Regions from separate parts of the Bombyx mori genome. Here region 2 is linked to region 1. The links are chromatin contacts, called in public Hi-C maps. All regions are on one chromosome and are shown on one strand. The core of a region is the stretch at or near the end of the contact, and the rest is flanking DNA. Distances in the headings are between cores, read along the strand shown. Region 1 overlaps LOC101746286 (putative inorganic phosphate cotransporter). Region 2 holds the start of LOC101739820.

What was found. A called contact is a pair of places that touch in the nucleus more often than the background predicts.
Region 2: a contact with region 1 is called in a Hi-C map of whole pupa, with 2.2 times the contacts expected there. The contact joins the promoter of LOC101739820 here to the enhancer-like site in region 1. A contact is called at or near these places in 3 of 7 Hi-C or Micro-C datasets (midgut and whole pupa).

What each region holds. Positions count from the first base shown.
Region 1 is chr17:6,680,693-6,687,203 of ASM3026992v2, reverse strand. It overlaps LOC101746286 (putative inorganic phosphate cotransporter), which reads left to right. Exons shown (of 8, transcript XM_004925812.5): 5 at 4-168; 6 at 636-852; 7 at 1,666-1,904; 8 at 2,633-5,599. The coding sequence ends at 2,821. It overlaps LOC101746141 (RAD50-interacting protein 1), which reads right to left. Exons shown (of 14, transcript XM_004925811.5): 14 at 5,593-6,511. It overlaps Mir2775a (microRNA mir-2775a), which reads left to right and starts at 6,201; the gene lies at 6,201-6,281. Within about 2 kb of position 1,928, at least 3 of the 8 cell types and tissues checked have open chromatin away from gene starts, as enhancers often do.
Region 2 is chr17:6,725,152-6,731,741 of ASM3026992v2, reverse strand. LOC101739820 reads right to left here and starts at 3,878. Exons shown (of 16, transcript XM_062673341.1): 1 at 3,722-3,878; 2 at 3,448-3,640; 3 at 2,993-3,165; 4 at 2,310-2,548; 5 at 2,143-2,242; 6 at 1,804-1,991; 7 at 1,576-1,683; 8 at 346-512. The coding sequence starts at 3,800.

The sequences.
Region 1 (6,511 bases), core at 679-3,178:
CAGGCATTGTTATGTTACAACGATCCAGAATCGCATCCGTTTATCTCGGACAAAGAAAAAAAATATTTAGAAGAGGCTCTCGGTAGGCATCATTCCAGTCAACCATCAGCCATTCCCTGGAAACCGATCTTTATGTCCGTACCGCTGTGGGCGTTAGTTTGTGCGCAGGTATTTTCTATACGATTTCTACTTTTTTTGTGTTCAAAATATATTTCGGTATGGCAATCTTACTCTTCTTCTTATCTTACTGTGATCGCACCAGGTAGGCTCAGAATAAAATGGATCCTTGCTACAGTTTAATTTGGCTAAGAATGGCCACAGGAAATTGCACGCAAGGGTGGCTGTTTTTCAAAAAGCTACAGCTATTACTACTACTACCGAATTAAATGTTTGGCTTCAAATAAAAATTTAGGTAAACCGCTCAGTAAATCTGTTGAGTTGAGTACTCACAAAATAATACATTCCTAGCATAATACTAGGGTATTAAAATAAATACGTTTATCTGATGATTTCAGAGTTATTGACTAAATCATTAAGGATGGCTCATTTAGATACCAAAATTATTTGAACAACAGTATTATCTCTTGACTCATTTCTCATCGCTCATCTATGGACTCATTCGTTTTTATTCACAGATTGGACACGATTATGGATATTTTACAATGGTAACAGACCTGCCTAAATACATGACAGGTGTTTTGAAATTCGACATCCATCGCACGGGTACATTGGCAGCCTTGCCTTACGCTGTAATGTGGATAAGTTCTATCGTATTCGGTTGGATCTGTGACAAAATGGTGAAAAGGAACTGGTTGACTGTTACTAACGCTAGAAAGACGTTCACCACTATCGGTGAGGATTTTATAGAGATACACTTAAATAACACCTAGCTTAACAAATACCTATAGTTAGTAGCACGGACGGGAGTTCCAAGACAAATTGAATGTTGTCCACTCGATTGACTTAATTGGTCCATTTAACTAACTTGGATTAACTATTAAATTCTATTCGAGCAGGATCGTGATGTTCCTGACATACTGGGCAGATTGAGATATTTCTAAGCTATTGCATAGCTTTTATCGCGGTCTTCGAGCGCGGCAACCGAATCAAGAAATTCCGTAACGAAAATAAAACCTAACACCCCCACTCCGCCTACCATGTAGCTCGCGTACAACACATTCACACGTTGCACTTGTATAGTGTTTGTGAATAAGCACGCGGCGTGACGTCACAGTGCATGCGCATCATGAAAAGTCTGTTCATCTCGCTCTCGCGCGGTCTATCTTATGAAGGGGACAGTTAATGTTTTGCTTTTGTTGATGTTTATAAATATAGCGTGGTCTTATTTTATTATTGTTTTAATATTAAATTATTATTGTCTAATTATATTTGCATAAGTTGATAAAAAATGCTATGCAATAGCTTTACCGCGGCAGTCCCCGAGTGTCACGCGTGTTTTTTTAATTTGTAATTCTTTGATTTTAACGTCGAGTGGTTGTTGTCGCTGATGGACTTCAATAATGCCAAGGGCACGATCCACTGCCTTTTTTTTTTTTTTTTTTTTTTTTTTTTTTTTAACGCTATGGGTTAAGACGATCCACTGCCTATCGCTGCTGTTGTTATCGTAATTAGTGAACAACAAATAAAAATTATATTTTTTTGCAGCTTCCGTTGGTCCTGGGATATGCATGATTTTCGCTTCATATTCAGGCTGCAATACAGAAGCGGTAGTGATTCTGTTCACTGCCTCTATGGGCCTGATGGGCGCCTTCTATCCAGGAATGAAAGTAAATGCTCTAGACCTGAGCTGCAACTACGCGGGCACTATAATGGCGATCGTGAACGGTATCGGGGCCATAACAGGCATCATCGCGCCGTATTTAGTGGGCCTTCTGACACCTGATGTAAGTGACATGTTTTGTGTTGATTGATGGCCTGTGATTCGCAACTTGGCTTGTAGTTTTGTAGGTTACTCGGTTATGTTGTCACTTGTCGGTCATGTGGGTAATAATAATGTTATGTTAACACCTGTAACACTTTTAATTCACTGAAATCAAAATCTGAGAATTCAGGTTAGGTTGATTTTGTACCAAATATCGTACCAGAGATTTAGTTCTCATTCTTAGTGATTATGTGGGGTCGTGAAAATAAAATTACGTACATTCTTAAATATTCAATAATGGCTTTGAAGTTTTTATTTGTCATTTTTATTTTATTACGATTGATCTGCCCATCTCGCTACTATTATGATTTTAAGTTATTGTATAAATGCCGCCATTGACCCTAAAACATTACGTGTCAATTTTAATGAATAATCAAACGAGCGTGCGATGGTTTCGCTGCAAAAATAGGCAGGATGGTGGAAAGTACCTGCGTACTGACAATACTCCGGACGACCATTTATTGCTGAGTTCTTTTTTATCACATTATGTAATTCATTCATCATGTAATTGTCACTTGTCAATACGTGATAACTAATTCTAAGGAAGAATCTACGTGCTCGCTTAATTTGAATTAGACAGTCAGATCTCTCGACACGAATGTACCGATGGTCATATTCTTTAAGCCACGGACGTTTAAAATAAGTAGGTTGTTGCATTAATTATAAGAAAAAACATACTTTCTTTTTCAGAGTACCTTAGTGCAATGGCGATTGGTGTTTTGGATAGCTCTCGCCGTATTCATTGTAACAAATCTAGTATTCGTTGCCTGGGCGTCAGGCGATGAGCAGTGGTGGAACAATACTGCTCAAGATCCAAAGAAGCAGCAAGAAGTCGAAGCAAATACTAATCAAACGGTCACTGCCGAAGTAAAGTTATAATTAGGAAACTATTTGTTTATACGAATAGAGGCTGTTGTTGTTGGTTCCATGTGGAATTCAACTAGATCCATTTCTAATTTCGAGTGCAGGACAAAATGGCGCACGCATTGTTTAGAATGATTTACGTAAACGCTTTATGGAAAAATCAGACGTGCGTTTTTTTAATATTTTTAAGTATAGACTCCTAAGCCACAGATTACCTAGTTTAATTTAGGACTGATATTACTAATGAACTCGCTTCTTAAACTTTATGTAGGCAGACCTACCTACATTAGAGTTAAAGTGCGTTTTTTTGTAAATAGTTTTTGGTCTTTTATTATTTATAAATATACATCTAGTAGGTACCTACATAAACGTTGTTAGAAATATTATTGTGAATTGGTGATCATATTCTAGATGACCAGCCAGTGTTATGTGATAGTAAAAATATTTAAGTATTAATTTAAGTAATTCATAATATTTTAATCATACTCTGTTATAATAGATAGTTATTAACAACTTTTCATATTTAATTCAAGGCCACGAAATATGTTCTTTTTTGTTTTGGATACAGGAAATATCCACAAATCCGGGAATCAAAGCCGGATGCAATAGTCAATAAGGTCACACTAGATCAACGAATTAATCAAAATAGATTTTATTTATATACATTTATTTAGAGACAATTATGTAATCCACTTGAAAATCGATTTCAATGAAGTAAAATAGGAAAATAAGCGATATCATTTAAAAAAATATCTGAAATCTATTAAAGAGAAATATTTTTATAAAATAAATATCGTTCAAGTTTTTTTTTTATTCAATCGAAAATAAAAACGGCTGTGAACAATAATTAACTGTTAAGTATTATTCTCGTATATTTCAAGGTGCACTTGTGCCATTTGAACATGTCTCTTTGAGGAATTATTTGTTGAAAGTACGTAGTAGTATACATTATCAATTTTTAAAGCATATTAAACTGTACGCAAGTGTTATTTTTATAATGCTATTATTAACGCAGCATTGTTAAAAGACATAAACAGTTTTTAAATTGTTTGATGTTTTATATGCGTTTTAAGTACGCGTGTCTTATCAAGAAATTTGTTTTGGATTTTTTTTTTTTTATTGCCTTAGTAGGCAGACGAGCATACGGCCCACCCGATGGTGAGTGGTTACCGTCGCCCATGGACTTCAGCAATGCCAAGGGCAGAGCCAAGCCGCTGCCTACCGCTTAATACTCTCCACAAGCCTCGTTTGGTTATTTCATTTAATGAAGTACATTCACTTTGTGTAACAATCAATCTTTTAAATAACGTATTCATACGATTCATGTTTAGTTTAGTGACGCTGTTACAAATTAAAATATATTTTTTTTATTGTTGTGCACATTGGAACGGTACGCGCCAATTTTTTTTTTTTAAATTTAATCAGGTATATTCGCGGGACAAGTAAAAGACATAATATAAAATAATTTAAAAATAGAATAATGATCTTAACACAAACGAAGCATTTCATTTTTGAGAATAATGAATACGTTTTGTCTACGTATGTACATACTTTCATTTTCCGTCAACAAAAAAAAAAAAATCTAAAGCAATAGGTAGCTGCTGTTTGCTAGGTCCACACCGCTATGAGTCGCAGGAGCTTTAAAATAAGTATCACAATATAAATAATCACAATAAAAAAATTAATATATTTTGTGTGACTAGCTTTGCGCAAGTAAACTGAATCAGACTAAACTGAAACATTGGTAGTTTTCCAATTACAGAGCATAATGCGACTCGGTGACGCACAATGCCGAATTATGCTGAAGCTTAATTGGAACGTGAATTAGTTTTCAAATGCATCAGCAGAGTGCGCTAAGTTAGCACAGTTTTAAATAACATTGATTATTTCTAAGAAACTACGACGAATCGAAAGCCTTAAAATTTTTTTCAACATTAAATAACATTACTAACGATAATATAAACAAAATTTCGATCAATGCCAACTTAAAGAAAAAACACTTGTCAATTTTCTGTCACTGAGTCGGTATCGATCGCGAGTATCACGCGAGAGCAGTACTTTTGAGTGTGCTCGATTGTGCGAAGCGTTGCTGTAGTTGGAACATTCAACGTTGAGCATTATGCCGCATAATGCGCTCTTGTGCTGTAATTGGAAAACTACCATTAGGTACTATCTAAATAAGCATGGCAACATTATTTTACAAAAGTGATATTAGCAACTGTTACATCGCTTGCTGTATTTAATGAAAAACTCAAGAACTATCAGAATGATGATTCCTTTCGTATGTGTGTGTTACAATAGTTTTGTTAGTCGAGAATTAATTGTGAATTTTTTCGTTTTTATCTATGGTACGTTTTTAACTTGACTTGAAAAAAAACTACGCCATATATGTATCTTTTTATTATTTTATTCCCCTGCCTAACCTCGGTAGTCTAAGAGTCTATTCCAACTACTCACGGACCGATACGTGTGCTCACGGGCTCAACCTGAGAGAATTTGATAACACCGGCACTAGCGAGATCAGTGCGTCACTGAATCTACCATAGGATAGGAATAAAAATTCTTAAAAATCTGAAAATAATCATCCCAACGTTAAAAATATTAAACTTTTTTGTTTTTCTGTATTAAACTTAAGAATCAATATTATTTGAATTTAAGTTTTGTTGACGAATCACAGTTTACAGTTAATATATTGTAGTTACTATGTTGGTTAAATTTTGTATGTAATTTCATTTTAATTTTTGTACAAAATAAATATGTTGTTTAATATAATAAAAAGACATCTCTTGTTTATATCCTTATTTATTTCGAACAATAATTACCATTTTACGAAGTTCATGCTTTAAATGCGAATATTTTAATATAAATAAAACCTAGGTCACATTTCTCTTAATAAAATCACAGAATATAAACAAAGTATAATTAATTTCATTGCATACTTTAAAAAAAAAAAAAACAATAACAACAGCAATATTAACAGATTATCATGCACTTAGCTTAAATATTTCAATGATCAAATATTACATATCTCACGCTTCAAATCGGAAATCTACTACAGCTATTCCTTATCAGCTACAATTATTAATTCTTAAATCCAGAAAAAAGACGAAGAAATGCCCAAACCCCCCTCTGAAAATTCAATATCATTCACAAGGATACAAATTCCAAGTAAGAATCGAACTCTGACCCCGTGAACCAGTAGTCGCAGTCACTCGCCACTCGACCAACGATCCAATTCGACATACCCCACGGTTTTACCCGCTTTATATCTGTAATTCAGGACGAGTGAAACATGCTGCAAGTTCCAGACAACATATTAGTCATATAAAATAACTGCATAGCAAACATTGCTAGCGTTGCCCGGGCCATGTCTTTCGCCACGCCAAAAATAGTACATTGTGCACCGCGGGAGAAAAGTAGGACATTTCCTCCCACGCGGGATGAGATGTCCTACTTTTTCCCGCGGTGCACATACTATTTTTCTCCTAGCAGGCCGAAAGTTCGTGGAGTACCGAGCCGGGGTCCAGGAGCGAAGCCCTGGCCGGAGGTAGGGGGGGGCGGAGCCCCCCTTTCTCATAATAAAACAATTTAACTGTTTTAATTTAATTTTTAAATAAACTACTACTAATTGAATAAGAACTGTCTGATCAACTCATCTTTACAGCCGGTGTTTATGGATTTATAAGACGTTATCACGTCAAAAAT
Region 2 (6,590 bases), core at 2,629-5,128, 43 kb before region 1:
TCACAGAAGAGAAAAATTCTAACTTTCCTTTGATAAGATGTCGATATTGCCATAAGTTTTCCATTATAACAAGCGCTATGGCTATGATAATTCCATATGAAAGAACAAGTAACGCTGGGTAACAATCCACCATGCTCACGGAAACAAAATTGGATTCTCTGCCCGAGCACTTAGGTCGTTTTTCGTAAAGTAATCTGTTTTCGCGGTTCTGCAGACCGTGTTCTTGGATGCGTTTCATTCTAAAAAAATATCCTGGATCATTAAAGCTCATTTAAATTCAAAAAATATCCATTTAGCTCCATCATAGACAGGTAGCAGACAGTAAATTTAAGTTCGACAAATTACCCAATTTTGAACATTTCCTTGTACGGTGTGTTCTTGCGGACAGCTAACCACGGATCTATGACTTGTAAGTATTGTATTTCCTTTAAGCCACATTTTTCGCTTTCTTTGAAATATTTTCCAACGAATTTATATCCAACTCCTGTTTCCATATGGAATGCGAACAGACCCTTTAAAATAAATATTTTACCGCTTTAATTTCCTCTGTACAGTATAAAATTATATTATTAAGTAAATGTAGAATACGAATTACAGAAGTGCGCGTTCCTCTTATTAGCATGAATATTCTTTAACTTATTCGTCCTTTAATTTTGATGGCAGAACGAGTTCACGCACCAACCATTATTTGTAAGTTTAATGAAGCGGCAGAATAACTTGAATTGTACTGCCAACGATGAAACTATTGGTAAAGTCTTAATTGAACATCTATCCTACTCTTCATCTGTGTACGTACTATTTGCCTTCCACATCCTTCTAGTAACTACGGCATCTTTAACTTTGCAACTTGTGTTTGTCCGATACTATACTGACAGAGGTTTTTTAATTAATAAATAAATCATTTAAAATTTACTTCATATACAGGATTTAAGGAATTGAAATGAGAATTAACTTTTATGTAATCGTTGTCAAATATTTGTCGGACGTTGTTATTTTAAATTGTAGGCAAATGTAATTTTTCGGTGCAGGTTGCTTTAGTTTTGAGAATACCTATTGCTTTGTAATGGTATTTCCTGTTTAAGCACATCTTCCGTAGAAAAATTAGAAAATCCTTCAGTGGCACATAGAATAGCTTTAGTTTTTTGTTTAGTTACTTACACTAGTGGTAGGGTCTATTTTGAGCTTGGGTAACACCCCTGTCTACTTCTACCGTAAAAAAATCATAATATAATAATATGTTATTAATTTTATTTAAATTAATTAATAATATTATACTAATGCTCGAAGAGACTGCATTTGATATTTTGGGTTTTTGGTGGAAATGTGAGTACGGATGTGATGTACTGTGTTTTATTTTGGCTATCTAGTGTTTTACAGACTCAATTCAGTTAGTGATGATGACACATTTAGGATTTTTTTACTGTTTCGGAAAATACACTATACATTGGGAACAGATCTTTGAAATGGACGGGTTTTCCATTTCTTTCAAATCGCCGTTTAAGTCCATGGCATATTTCTAACATTTTAATAACTGACTTATTACTAATAGCTACATAGGAAGCAGATTTATTTTACCTTACGCATCTTCTTAACACCTTCTTCCATAGACATAAACTGAGGTGCAACACCTGGGGGTGCAATTTTCTTTTCATATATTGCTTTCCTAACAGGTTCATCTGCAGTCTACAAGAATAGTATTCATATTCTAATTAGGGAGTACCAATTGATTATTTTTTTAAATGTATTTAATCGAACATTTCAATGGTCAGTAAAAGAACAAAAATTACAATAAAAACTACTTACTGAAAAGTAATATCTATTGAAAACTGTGTCGTGTACACCGAATTTCAATCGGGAATGCAAAAGGTCTTCCAGTGTTTTAATTTGGGATGAACTGGACTGAAGTAAAGCAACGATATTTGCTGAATATGAAGTGTACAGGAACATAAGGGTCAGGAAAAGAATTAACATTACGACACGACCGAGCGAACCTATAAAAAGTAAAGAGAAAAAAGGTCAGAAGAAAATTTCCAAGATTACAAACATTCGGTTCCATTTCTTTTCAAAATTATGTAAGTGGACTAGATATTAAAAATTTGATTAGTGTGCGTTATCAGTGTTTTTCTTTTGTTTTATGATTACCTTTTAATTCAACGGTACTTCCTTGTTGGCAAGTAGCACCAAAAACTAGCATGGTAACATCTGTAACGCTCGGCCTAAGTACGCCAGCATCGATGTCTCTCTGAAGAAAAGATGTCATTAAAAATTTGTTTTGGTAAAACCCAAAAATAAAGTAATATGTAATTTACCGTTTTGATTTGGGACATCTTCTTCCATTCCCAAGCTGTAACGGCCAGCAACATTGTGAATATTAAGGAGATTAACGCTAGAGTGCTATACCAGACGGCTGTACGAAATGAAAGTAAAAATAAATTATTTTCATACGACAACTTTGGTTGTTGAAATACAAATTTCGAGCGAGTTGGTGTAGGGCTCGAAATGAAATCTACGACCGCTGTACGTTCTGCAGTGAAAAACATCGGTGACCCTGAAATCAAAATACTATTCATAGTTTTTTAAAATTTTCACAGTTTAATTTGTAATGCTATATGGAATGGATATATAATGATACTTTTATTCCATGTATTATTTTGTGGAAGGATCTGTGTTTATTAAGTCAATTAAGTCAATACAGTTTACTGGTGGTAGGACCTCTTGTGAGTCCGCACGGGTAGGTACCACCACCCTGCCTATTTCTGCCGTGAAGCAGTTATGCGTTTCGGTTTGAAGGGTGGGGTAGCCGTTGTAACTATACTGAGACCTTAGAACTTATATCTCAAGATGGGTGGCGCATTTACGTTGTAGATGTCTATGGGCTCCAGTAACCACTTAACACCAGGTGGGCTGTGAGCTCGTCCACCTATCTAAGCAATAAAAAAAATTGTTTAAGGGGAATAGAAAACTGTTTTATTTTCTATTTTAATTTTCATACCTCCAATTTCAACATCGCCGTTTACCAAAAATCCAGTTAGTCCATTCCAAGTGCCGTTAATTCGATAGCCCCACGTATTAACAAAAACATATTTTCGTTCAGCATTCAGAAAGTCTAACAGATGGTTGGTGCTTGGGAAATTGACCTTAGTTATCGTATCAATATGATCATTCCTTAAATTAAAATCGTAGGCTTTTGTAAGAAATAAAATTAAGAAAACCAAAGAAGAAAATAAGAAAAAAAAATAAAATTAAGAAAACTTTTATCAGCGATTTAGTCCGTTAAAGTTTTTTTTAAGTTTATATTTTTAGAGTAATTCAAAGAAGTTCAAATTATGTGGCACGTAAATTCTTTCAAAATGAATCTACGGCAGTTAAATTCGTATATGGCAAGGCAAGCAACTATATTAACACAATATCCTAGTTTAAAGTCTATTAAATTATCGTCTTACATACACTTCATCACTCAAATGATGAATACTATCGTTGTCCGTCAAAACGTAACAAATTTTTATCTCGTATCCTTCCAAATCACGTCTCCTTACAGCTATAACTTCATTAATGTTGGTATTTTTCTGAAAACCTCCACTCATATTCCAATAAGCGTACTTTTCTGTTTTCCATGCAGTCTCGGTTCCGATTTTGTAAACTGAAGTCATAAAAAAGATAACTTTAGTTACTAGATTAAAAGTTCTGAATACATATTATTTTAATTTTTTTGTTTCAATACCCATACTGATTTCGTAGCATCTATTATCTGTTCTTTGAATAAATAAAGCTTCGGTATTCGGTAAAATGTTCATTCTCATTATTGTGTTTTCTGGTGGAATGAGGTTTTCGATTTCAGTGTTACTAATAAAGATCCATCGAAACGGTGCACCGGATTGTAGATAATCAGTTATCTGTAGAAATCGTAATGATTTAAACAGTGTTATAATAAATGAATTCCAATATTTATTTTGTATTACTTATTAAGTACCTTTGCCATATTCTTACTCTGATTCAGGCATCTCAAATCCACCAATAATAAAATCTGATGTTCTTGATGCTCAAATTTTAACTTATCATAATCCATTATATCATCCATTGATTGTATAAAAATACCTTCACTACTATTTCTCTGTAGCATTGAGTACAGCTTAATTTGTGTACCTGCAAACATTAAACTAATGTGTCAAAAGCTTCACCCAGAACCTCTCTTTACGCTATTTCATTTAAATCTTTATAAATAATTACAGAGTATAATAGCAATTTAATTAATATATCGTTTTTAATCACATTTAAAAACAATGTCAAAAGGTGTACATCTTACTCAGTTGCCAACACAGTATTGAACTTAGTACATTTGTTTTTTTTACGTTATGGATAACGTCAGAAAGCATTAAAAGCTCAGCTGGATAAATTATTTCGGCAAAATTAATAGAAAAACATAAGAGTATCCACAAAAACAATTTCATGTCTACTAATGTCGCTAAGGCGTATTAGATACCTAAAATGACAAACCTACAGTGAAATAGGAAATGAAGCAAAGTTACTGCTTTATAGATATTCTATCAAATTGAAGCAAATAGATAAATGATTTTCTTTTGAATTTTATAAAGGTAGTAGCAATGCGCTCATTCATATTTAATGTTAAATCGAGACAAACCGTGTCATTTTACTCAAATTGACTCCTTGTGTGCATTGTTATTACATTAGGCATTACTACCAAGTGCTCCTAGGGTTTTTATTGCTAAAATATTTTATTCTCTTACTAAAACTTAGGCTCCTGTCGTCATTCTGAGGTTATATAGGACGTTTATTTTGTAGTTTTATTTGAAAGGAAATTATCCAGTGGTAGATACCGGGAAAAACTACTCCTGCTAGGGCAGATCTTATCACAGTGTCTCAAACTGAGCCCCGTGAGCTAGCCTACCAGTCTGGATAATAATAGCCTTTTGAGGCTACTGGTAATTAGGTAGAGGAAAAAAGAAGAGCTTCCTAACATTAACAGTCTATGGGTTAAGTTGTACGTCGAACTCTTGGTCGCATTTGACGAGTACGACGAGAACGGTGGCCGTTGTCTGGAATACCTAAAAGCAACGTAAGTAGATGCCGAGACTCCGAAAAGTCATGTCTAGGATGACGGCGGCTGTTTGTTGCCCCCCTTTGTCTGGGAACTTGTGGCGGCTACGATAAAGGGTTTTTCGTGCTGTCCTATTTTCTTAAAGAAGCGTTAGCCCCCTGTGTTTTTCGCCGAATCTTCTTAGTGGGTTGCGTTTCCGATCCTGTGGTAGATTCTGCGAAGCACTGCTCTTGCTAGGGCCAGTGTTAGCAACACTCCCGGTTTGGGCACCGTGAGCTCACCTACTCGGCCGGTTACGCTGACATAGCCTCTCAAGGCTATCATCAACTTAGGCAGGAAAAAAAAGAAGCGGTCTGATACTGTCTTCAGATACTTACTGATTGTTTCTGGCTCTAATACGTCATGAAGATCTATATTCCTCATATGCCAATATGCTCCAATGGCTATCCTGCAAAAGCGGTGTTTGGAGGGTGTTTATGTGGATACGGGCCTCGTGAGCGAATACTGCACTGACCGTACGTATGTATCTAAGTTCCATACAGGGTCACCTTATTACCAAAATACAATAAAGTGAAAATAACGGAACACGCGATATTTTTTTTTTAAAATAGATTCTCCATTCATATTATTAGTAACGAATTAAAAAAAAACATCCTTAAAATACTACTAGAGAGCTTCGGCTATATTTCCTTTAAATATCGGAATCCTAACGCTGGGTTGAGGTTCAGTCACTCAAAGTACTGTTCAATAAACTTAACATTTTAGATTGCATTTCAAAATCAAGTAATGTGTGTATAATAATCATTAACAACTCTCTGACCTTTTAATGGAGTCTTTGGAAGTGTTTATTCACACAGGTAAGTAGCGTAGATGCGTTATTGAATTAATAATCCAATAACGTTATCCGGTGTATCCTCACTGCTTGTTTACGAACGATCGATGGTCAGTGTTTTTCCAGCAAACAGTCGTCACAACGGAAATTTACTTTTACTTTCTGTCTTTATTTTATTTCATTCGATATTGTGTGATTACTGGAGTCTATAGGTATATTATAAAGTGAATCTTACAGCCCGCCTTAAAATAAGAAGTAGAAATCTCATTTCTAATTTGTATTATAATACGGCTATCCTACAGCTTAGACCAAAACGTATTAATGCTTTACGGCAAAGATAGGCAGATTTTAGACGGCCATTCATTTTAGCTTATAATATGCCCTACTTACTGCCAATAAAATTAGGGATTTAATGTCGGGGACAGGAAGTGTTTGGCAGAGAGATAGTAATGGTAAATTGTGACGCTTGAGAACTATTTTTAACAAATTTTCTTCTCATGCTGCTTTTAATCAAGATGAACGTCAAATCAGCTTAGCTTCGCTATTATGCCTTATTTTCCCGAGACAATGAATTATATCCTTTATTTCAATGCAAAATGTTTGCGTGTTGTAACATTGTATACATACATAAAAGTGTACCTACCTACAATTAAAATCTTGAAACACTTCTCTTGTTTGTTGTAATTATCAATCAACGAAATT